2 separate regions of the Mus musculus genome follow, and region 1 is linked to region 2. The links are chromatin contacts, called in public Hi-C maps. All regions are on one chromosome and are shown on one strand. The core of a region is the stretch at or near the end of the contact, and the rest is flanking DNA. Distances in the headings are between cores, read along the strand shown. Region 1 has its middle 28 kb from the start of Ubr2. Region 2 overlaps Ubr2 (ubiquitin protein ligase E3 component n-recognin 2).

Region 1 (3,747 bases), core at 17-2,516, 52 kb before region 2:
CAGTTATGAGCTCTCACAGAAGACCTGGGATAGGTTCCCAGCTCCTACATGACAGGTCACAGGTTGTGACCACCTCTAGTTCCAGGGGACCTGCTGCCTTCTTCTGGGCTCCGAGGACTTGTTAGGACACTAGGCACACACAGAGCACATATGCACACATGAAGCGAACACTCATACATACAAAATAAAAATAAATAACCATGAAAGAAAGAAAACTTAAAATCCAGAGAAGTTAGGTTACTCTCCCAAAGTCAGTTAGCTAGCCAATAGGGAAACCAGGTTTAGAATACACAAATACTTATGTATGTTCACGGATGGTGGATGGGATAACACACCCCAAACCCTTCACGGTGGCTATGTCTGCCAAATGATGCTGAAGCTCTTAGGCAGTGGCTCTCACCCTTCCTAATGCTGTGACCCTTTAATACAGTGCCACACGTTGTGGCAATCCCAACCATAACATCATTTTTCTTGCTACTTCATGACTGTAATCCTGCTAAAGTCATGAGTTGTGATGTAAACATCTGACATGCAAGATATCTGATTTGCAGGACAGCTGATCTGTGAACCCTTGAAAGGGCTGTTTGTTCCCCCAAAATGGGTCATGACCCACAGGTTGAGAACCCACTGGGCTAAATTTAAAAAAAAAAAAACAAAAAACAAACAAAAAAAACTTTTCTCTTCCACTTTGTATACCAAATGAAATATAGGACTTTTATTTATATCTTAACTTCTTTCTCTCCCCCAGCCCCACCCCCTGGGCTAAGACAGAGTCTCACTGGCTATTCTGGCTGACTGGAACTCACTGTGCAAACTAGGCTGGCCTCAAACTCAGAAAGTTCTGCCTGATTCCAGAACATTCCAGGCATCACACCCTGCACATTTGAATTTCAACAGGAGACCAGATTTGCTCTTAGTGTTTACTGAGAATTTAAAAATTAAGGAAGATTAGGAATAGTGGTGCACACTTTTCATCCCAGGGCTTGGAAGACAGGGGCAGGTGGATCTCTGCACATTCCAGGCTAGCCTGGTCTACATAGGGAATTTCAGTGAGACCCTGTCTCAAGCAAGTAAAATGAAATGAAATGTTTGAGTTCGGTGTCTGAAATTCACAGTTAACTGAGTGTACATATTTGTATTTGCTAAGTCAGACAGCCCAGTCTTAGTTTGTCTTCTGTTGGCAGGGCCGGCAATTCCTTGGTTCCTCCACAATGAAATACCAATTCTCCAGGAATTCTGCCACCATCTGATAAGACTGATTCAGACATTCAAGTTACTCTAAGCTGTGGTGACATATTAACTAGGGGTAATTCAACGGCTATGCCTGAACCTCTGTCTTTGCTTTATTTTGTGTTTCATTTTATTGAATGAAAAAGAAGCTCTGTCAACTGGAAGAAATTTCAGGCGAGATCAAATTTCAGTTTGTCTCAGACTGGTCCTCCGAAGAATTCACCCTGTGCCACGCAGAGCTTCTTGTTCTCAAGTCCCTACTACTAAAAAGTAGGCATGGATCTTAACTGGCATTCTGGCTGCTGGCGTGGCACCATGGCTGGTTGCTAGAAGGGCATCCCAATATACATAGCTCGGGAGGAGAAGGACTTGATTTCCGCTTGAAGATGTCATTTTGAATTTCACTTTCTAGCTGCTTATGAAACCTAAAATAACAAAGCGACACAGAGTACTTCTGGGCTCCCAGCTGTGCCACCAGTCACAATTTTAAACAAACGCAAGCTCCATTGTTAAAGAGAGACTGCAGGCATAAGAAAGCCCAGCCCCACCGAGAAAGGCGAGCCTGAGAGGATGCCAGCCCTGGACAGGAGCGCCCCCTGCAGGCTCCCAGCAGTATCGCGGAGGAAACGGATCTGAAGAAGGCTCCAAGGTCATTTCAAACACAGTCCTAGAGAGTAGTTAGTTGTCTCTGCCTGAAGGGCCACTTGAGAGGAGGGTGAGGGTGTCCTTGCAATGAGCAGAATCAAAGGCAGAGGACCTAGTGACTTGAACTCGTACTCTACAGGGAATGCAGGACCTTCTGCTTGTGTTCAAGTCCCTGGGCAGGGTCGATGTTTGGTCCACTGACAGAATCGATATGAATGGTGAAGAATCCTGAAGTCTGGGTTAGGAATGTCATGGTACAAAGCTGTACTTGTTCTGCAGGATGATAGACAGGTGGACATGCACAGAGTAAGGGGAGGGAGAACCCTATCTCGGGATGAGTCCAAAGTGCTTCTTTCAACATCATCCCACACTTAAGATGCCAGGGATGGATCCAGGACCCTATGTTGGCTAGGCAGGCTTGTTATCAACTGACCTACATCCCTGCTGGTTCCCACACGCTGCTTTCTTTTTAAATATTTGTTTACTGCATGTTCAAGAATGTGTGAATGTGGGTACACACAGGTCACAGGGAGTGTGCACAGGTCAAAGGGAAGTTCTCAGACCTCTCCAGCTACCTTGAGGAATATAGGAATAAACTCAAATCATCAGGCATATACAAACATTTTGGCATATTTTTTTCAACCTACTTTAGTAAGGGTCCAACCTCCCCACTAGTCCACCACCCATCAGAGGTAGTGGGAAAGAAAGGTTATTAGGATATGGGGGAAGTGTACCTGTTTAGAAATAGTTCTTTGGAGCGACCCCAGTCTTTGTTGCTCTCAGTCCAGTCCACTAGCAAACACCAAACATGAACCAGCAGCTGCCGTCCAGTCCGCTCGGCAGACACCACACAGGAATCAGCAAGGGCAATTCAATTCAGAAGAAACCTTGCAGCTCACCAAGCAGTCCGAGTCTGCAGAAGCTGCAAAATCCGCAGGAACCTCACCATAAGTTCTTTGGTGAGGTTCTCTCTATGGAATCGCCACAAGCAAAGCTTGGCAATGCAATGTAAGGCAAACCAATCCATGCAGGTCGTCAGTGAAGAGCAGCAAGGCAGAGCAAAGCGAACCAATGCTTGAGCTCCCAATGTCTGGGGGTCATATTTATATTCCTTCTGAACATCATGTGTCTTTTCTTGTGTTTGCTATAGCAAAACATCCTTACGCCCTTGTCTGCTTCAGAAAAACATTCCTTCACATGCCTACTTTAACAAAATATCCTTTCACCTGTGTGCCCAGCAAAATATCATTTGACATAACTTACTTTCCAAAGAAACCAGAAGTTTCTATTCACAAACACACTTGCTCAGCCAACCCTGCTAGTCCTCCACATTCACTCAATGGCACTGGTCTGACAGAATCCCCTATTCCTGTCTCTGCGAATTATGGTTTCACTGGTGGCTAATAGGTAGATTGTATTTTACTGCTGTCCAATTTGTAGCTACAATAACTTAAGGATAGATTTATGGGGGCTGGAGATATGTCTCAATGGTTAAGAGCACTGGCTGTTCTTCCAGAGGACCTGGGTTCAATTCCCAGCACCCACATGACAGCTCACAACTGTCTGTAACTCAAAATCCAGGGCTCCTGACACTCTCATGCAGACATGCATGTAGCAAAACATCAATGAACATAGAATAAAATTAGACATATACATATATATGTGTGCCCTAACATTTTAGGGCCCTTTCAGGGCTGGGATGGCCCACTATTAAAGCACCCACCAACCAGGTGTAAAGATCTGAGTTTGAATCCCAAGAACTCACAGAGAAGCTGGGGGCAGAGGCACACTGTGTTATCTCAGTTCCCCTACAGAAGGATGAGACTGGGAGACAAGAGAACTCTTAGGGACTCAAGGGCCAGGAAGCTTAGC
Region 2 (3,542 bases), core at 753-3,252:
AATAGTGTTTTGTCATGCAAAAGTGATGTGAAATCTAAACTTTTATTATTCATAAATATTTTTTAATAGTCATACTTCATTGTTTTAAAGATGTATGTGTGTGTGTGTGGCATATGTATGTAGTATGTATGTATATATACACACACACACACACACATGTACATATATACATACATACATATATCACCAGACTGTCTCTGACCCACCAGCTTCCAAATAATGGCACATATTTGTTTGTTTATGAAACGTTCGGACTGAGCGGGCAGTGGTGGCACACACTTTAATCCCAGCACTTGGGAGGCAGAGGCAGGCGGATTTCTAAGTTCGAGGCCAGCCTGGTCTACAGAGTGAGTTCCAGGACAGCCAAGGCTACACAGAGAAACCCTGTCTCAAAAAAACAAAAAACAGGAAAAAAAGAAAAAAGAAAAGAAAAGTTCGGACTGTATATCTTAGACTTTTCCCCAGTTAGCATATATACTTAATCTGTTTATTCTGATTTATGTTCTCCAGTGTAAATTTGATAGCTGATCGCCTTTCCTTCTTTTATAGGGTTATGTTATGTTTTGTTTTTTGTTTGCGTGTGTGTATGTGCATCTGCACACATGCATACCAGGCGGTCATGTGTGAAAGTCAGAGCGCCTTGCAGGAGTTGGTTCTCTTTGTCCATCGTGTAGGCCTCAGGGATTGAACTCGGATGCTTAGGCTCAACTGCAGACCTTTTCTCAATTCTGCCACTCTGAGCTTCCCACGCCAAGCTCGAAAGGTGGTTTGATGTTAGTAGTTAGAGACTCCTGGGTGCCGCTCCAGAATGTTTAGTTATACTTACTGGGCGTTTGAGTGTCTGGGTAGAATGACTCAGCTGATTTAAAATTGAGATCACTGAAAGAAAACATTTTAGGAAGTTTAATTTTGTCTATTGTTACACATACAGGATTAAGTTCATTAAGAAACAACCCTGTCAGCCTTCTTGTGTTTGGGAGTTGAAGCCGGAAGGCAGAAGAGGGCAGTGTGCACTAATAGGTTGTGCCTTCTGCTCTCCCTCAGGATCCTCTTGTGCATCTATCAGAAGATGTGATCGCCAGAACTTACAACATTTTTGCTATTATGTTTCGATATGCAGTAGATATACTGACCTGGGAAAAAGAAAGTGAATTGCCTGAAGACTTAGAAGTGGCGTAAGTACTGCCCATTCCTTAGATGTGGGGCTGCTAAACTTTAACATCTTTCACACAGCAAGGAAAAGACGTGGTCTTTCATTTTAAATTTATTACATTTTTTCATTCATTTCTTTGCATATGGGAAGGAGGGAGAATTGACACTGGCATATGAGGAGGTCAGAGGGAAGCCTACAGGAGGCAGTTCTAGCTACAAGTAGGTCCTGGGGATTGAACTTGGGTTGTCAGACGATGGCAACTGTGCTTACCTCCTTACTGTCCTAGGACTTTAAAAAAAAAAATTGGTTAGATTTTTAGCAGAATCTTAAGTTTGGTATTACAGTTTTGCGGTTTGTATGATTAATTGGTGAAGGTTTTCCTAAGTTGATTGGTTTGTAGCAGTGTTAAACTATGTAGGACTAGCAAGATGGCTCAGCAGGTAAAGTCCTTGCCAGCAAACCTGACAGCTTGGATTTGGTCCCTAGGAAGAATTCACATGCACCCTCACCTGCATCCTTTGTAACCGGGCTGGCTCAGACTGGAGAGGTGCGCTCGCCTCCACCTCCCAAGTGCTGGGGCTAAAGGTGCTCCACAGTGCCCAGTAATAAAACTGGAAGGGGTTAGGGCATGAACTCTTTTCTATGTTAGTGAACTTAGGGGGTTTATGAAAGGCTTAAATGCAAGTTTAGACATTTTGCTTCTAATTTTAAATTTTATTCAACACTGTGCTATTTTCCTGTACATCCGCCATTTTTATTTAGACGATTGAGGTCATAATCTTGTGATCAGACAGTTGAATTCAGCCACAGCTGTGTTAAAGGACTGGCTGCTTGCCCTGGCTACATGCTCGCCTCACACAGCCTTTTCTTTTCTGAAAAGCCACCCCCTGCTTGTTCAGTTCATAGCTGAGGGTGATTGTGGGCTGGAGAGGATGGATATTGGACACTAGGAGGTCACTAGATTTATTAGATGTCAGTCACCAGAGGTTGACTGCTCTGTTTTTTCAGTGTGTTCTAGATAATTGGGATTGTGGGTAAAGTGTTGAATGGCTTTTTTTCTTTCTTTTTTGCTGTTTGTTTTTGTTTGTAACAGACTTTCTCTGTGTAAGTCTGACTATCCTAGAACTCACGCTATAGACCAGCCTGGCCCACCTGCCTCTGCCTCCTGAATCCTGGGATCTGAGGCGCGTGCCACCACCAGCCAGCAGGGTAAAATGTGTTTAATAGGACAAGTTGTTGTGCACTATTTTGGAAGTGTTGACACTTATTGTATTCATGAAATTGAATCTGTCTGTTCAGCTCAGAGATCCGAGTTGAACGCCTGAGAAACAGATGGCTTTCTCCCTTTTGTCCCTCTCTCCCTCTCTCCCTCTTTCCCTTCATCCCTCCCTCCCTCCCTCCCTTCCTTCTTCCCTCCCTCCCTCTCTCCCTTCATCCCTCGATCTTTCCCTCCCTTTCCTGTGTGTGTGTGTGTTTGGGGGGGGAGGGGCTCTCTTTGTAGCCCTAGCTGTCCCAGAACTCCCTCTATAGACCATACTAGCCTTGAACTCACAGATCTGCCTGTCTCTGCTTCCTAAGTGCTGGGATTAAAGGCATGTGCCATCACGGCCCGGCCTTTGGTTTGGTTTGGTTTGGTTTGGTTTGACTTTATTTTCATTTAATTGCCCAGGGCTACCAATACAGAGCACTCTGATGGGCTTCTTTGGTAATATTTGCCGTCCGTTACCGTCTAGCTAACAGCCTGCATCAGCCGAGCCCTCTGGCCCGCACTTAAGCTGGTCTCTCTCCCTCCAGCTCCTCCTCTGTGAGCTACTCTCTGCCCACAGCTGCCTGCCCAGATGACACGCCCACTCTTTCCACAGCATTGATGGCATTGATGTTTTCTCCCCAGAGAGAAGAGTGACACCTACTACTGCATGCTGTTTAATGATGAGGTTCACACCTATGAGCAAGTCATTTATACCCTTCAGAAAGCTGTGAACTGTACACAGAAGGAAGCCATTGGCTTTGCAACTACAGTTGATCGAGATGTAAGTCATATGTCTTAAGAAATACAACATTTTTTGATATGGGGGTCTCACTGCATAGTCCGGGCTGGCCAGAACTTGCTGTGCTGACCATACTGGCCTTGAACTTACAGAGATTTGCATGTTTCTACCTCCCAAAGTCTGGGATTGAAGAAATTGAACTTCGTACAGATAAGCTGGCCTAGAAAAAGTAGTTAAAAGTATCTAGGCTAATTTTTTTTTATTTCATTTGAATATTGGCCCAAGTATTTATTGCTAGAACTAAGAAGTTACCAGGTAGAACATTAAAAAGAATATGCAATTGTCCTAATTCTGTTCAGTGATTTAAAATGCTGGGCTATGAGAATGGCCATTACAGAAAT

Evidence for each region. Hi-C and Micro-C count contacts between places; a contact is called where the count stands out from the background.
Region 1: a contact with region 2 is called in a Hi-C map of cerebral cortex, with 2.3 times the contacts expected there. The contact joins two enhancer-like sites. A contact is called at or near these places in 6 of 39 promoter capture datasets (the C10 cell line, embryonic stem cells, hippocampal neurons and 2 more), 10 of 15 datasets of contacts at CTCF or cohesin (CD8 T cells, the G1E-ER4 cell line, the NIH/3T3 cell line and 4 more), 200 of 484 Hi-C or Micro-C datasets (2-cell embryo, the AML12 cell line, the AtT-20 cell line and 107 more), 14 of 115 datasets of contacts at active chromatin or transcription factors (the HPC-7 cell line, astrocytes, bone marrow-derived dendritic cells and 5 more) and 3 of 9 other capture datasets (adipose tissue, embryonic stem cells and pancreatic islet).

The regions. Positions count from the first base shown.
Region 1 is chr17:47,037,125-47,040,871 of GRCm38.p6, reverse strand. No RefSeq gene overlaps it. Among named protein-coding and RNA genes, the nearest start is that of Ubr2, 28 kb to the right of the region's middle. Within about 2 kb of position 1,266, at least 58 of the 459 cell types and tissues checked have an H3K27ac peak or open chromatin away from gene starts, as enhancers often do. A contact at or near this core is called in cerebral cortex and forebrain, where this site is marked.
Region 2 is chr17:46,986,286-46,989,827 of GRCm38.p6, reverse strand. It overlaps Ubr2 (ubiquitin protein ligase E3 component n-recognin 2), which reads left to right. Exons shown (of 47, transcript NM_146078.3): 5 at 1,045-1,175; 6 at 3,045-3,183. Among named protein-coding and RNA genes, the nearest start is that of Ubr2, 22 kb to the left of the region's middle. Within about 2 kb of position 2,002, at least 17 of the 459 cell types and tissues checked have an H3K27ac peak or open chromatin away from gene starts, as enhancers often do. A contact at or near this core is called in cerebral cortex and forebrain, where this site is marked.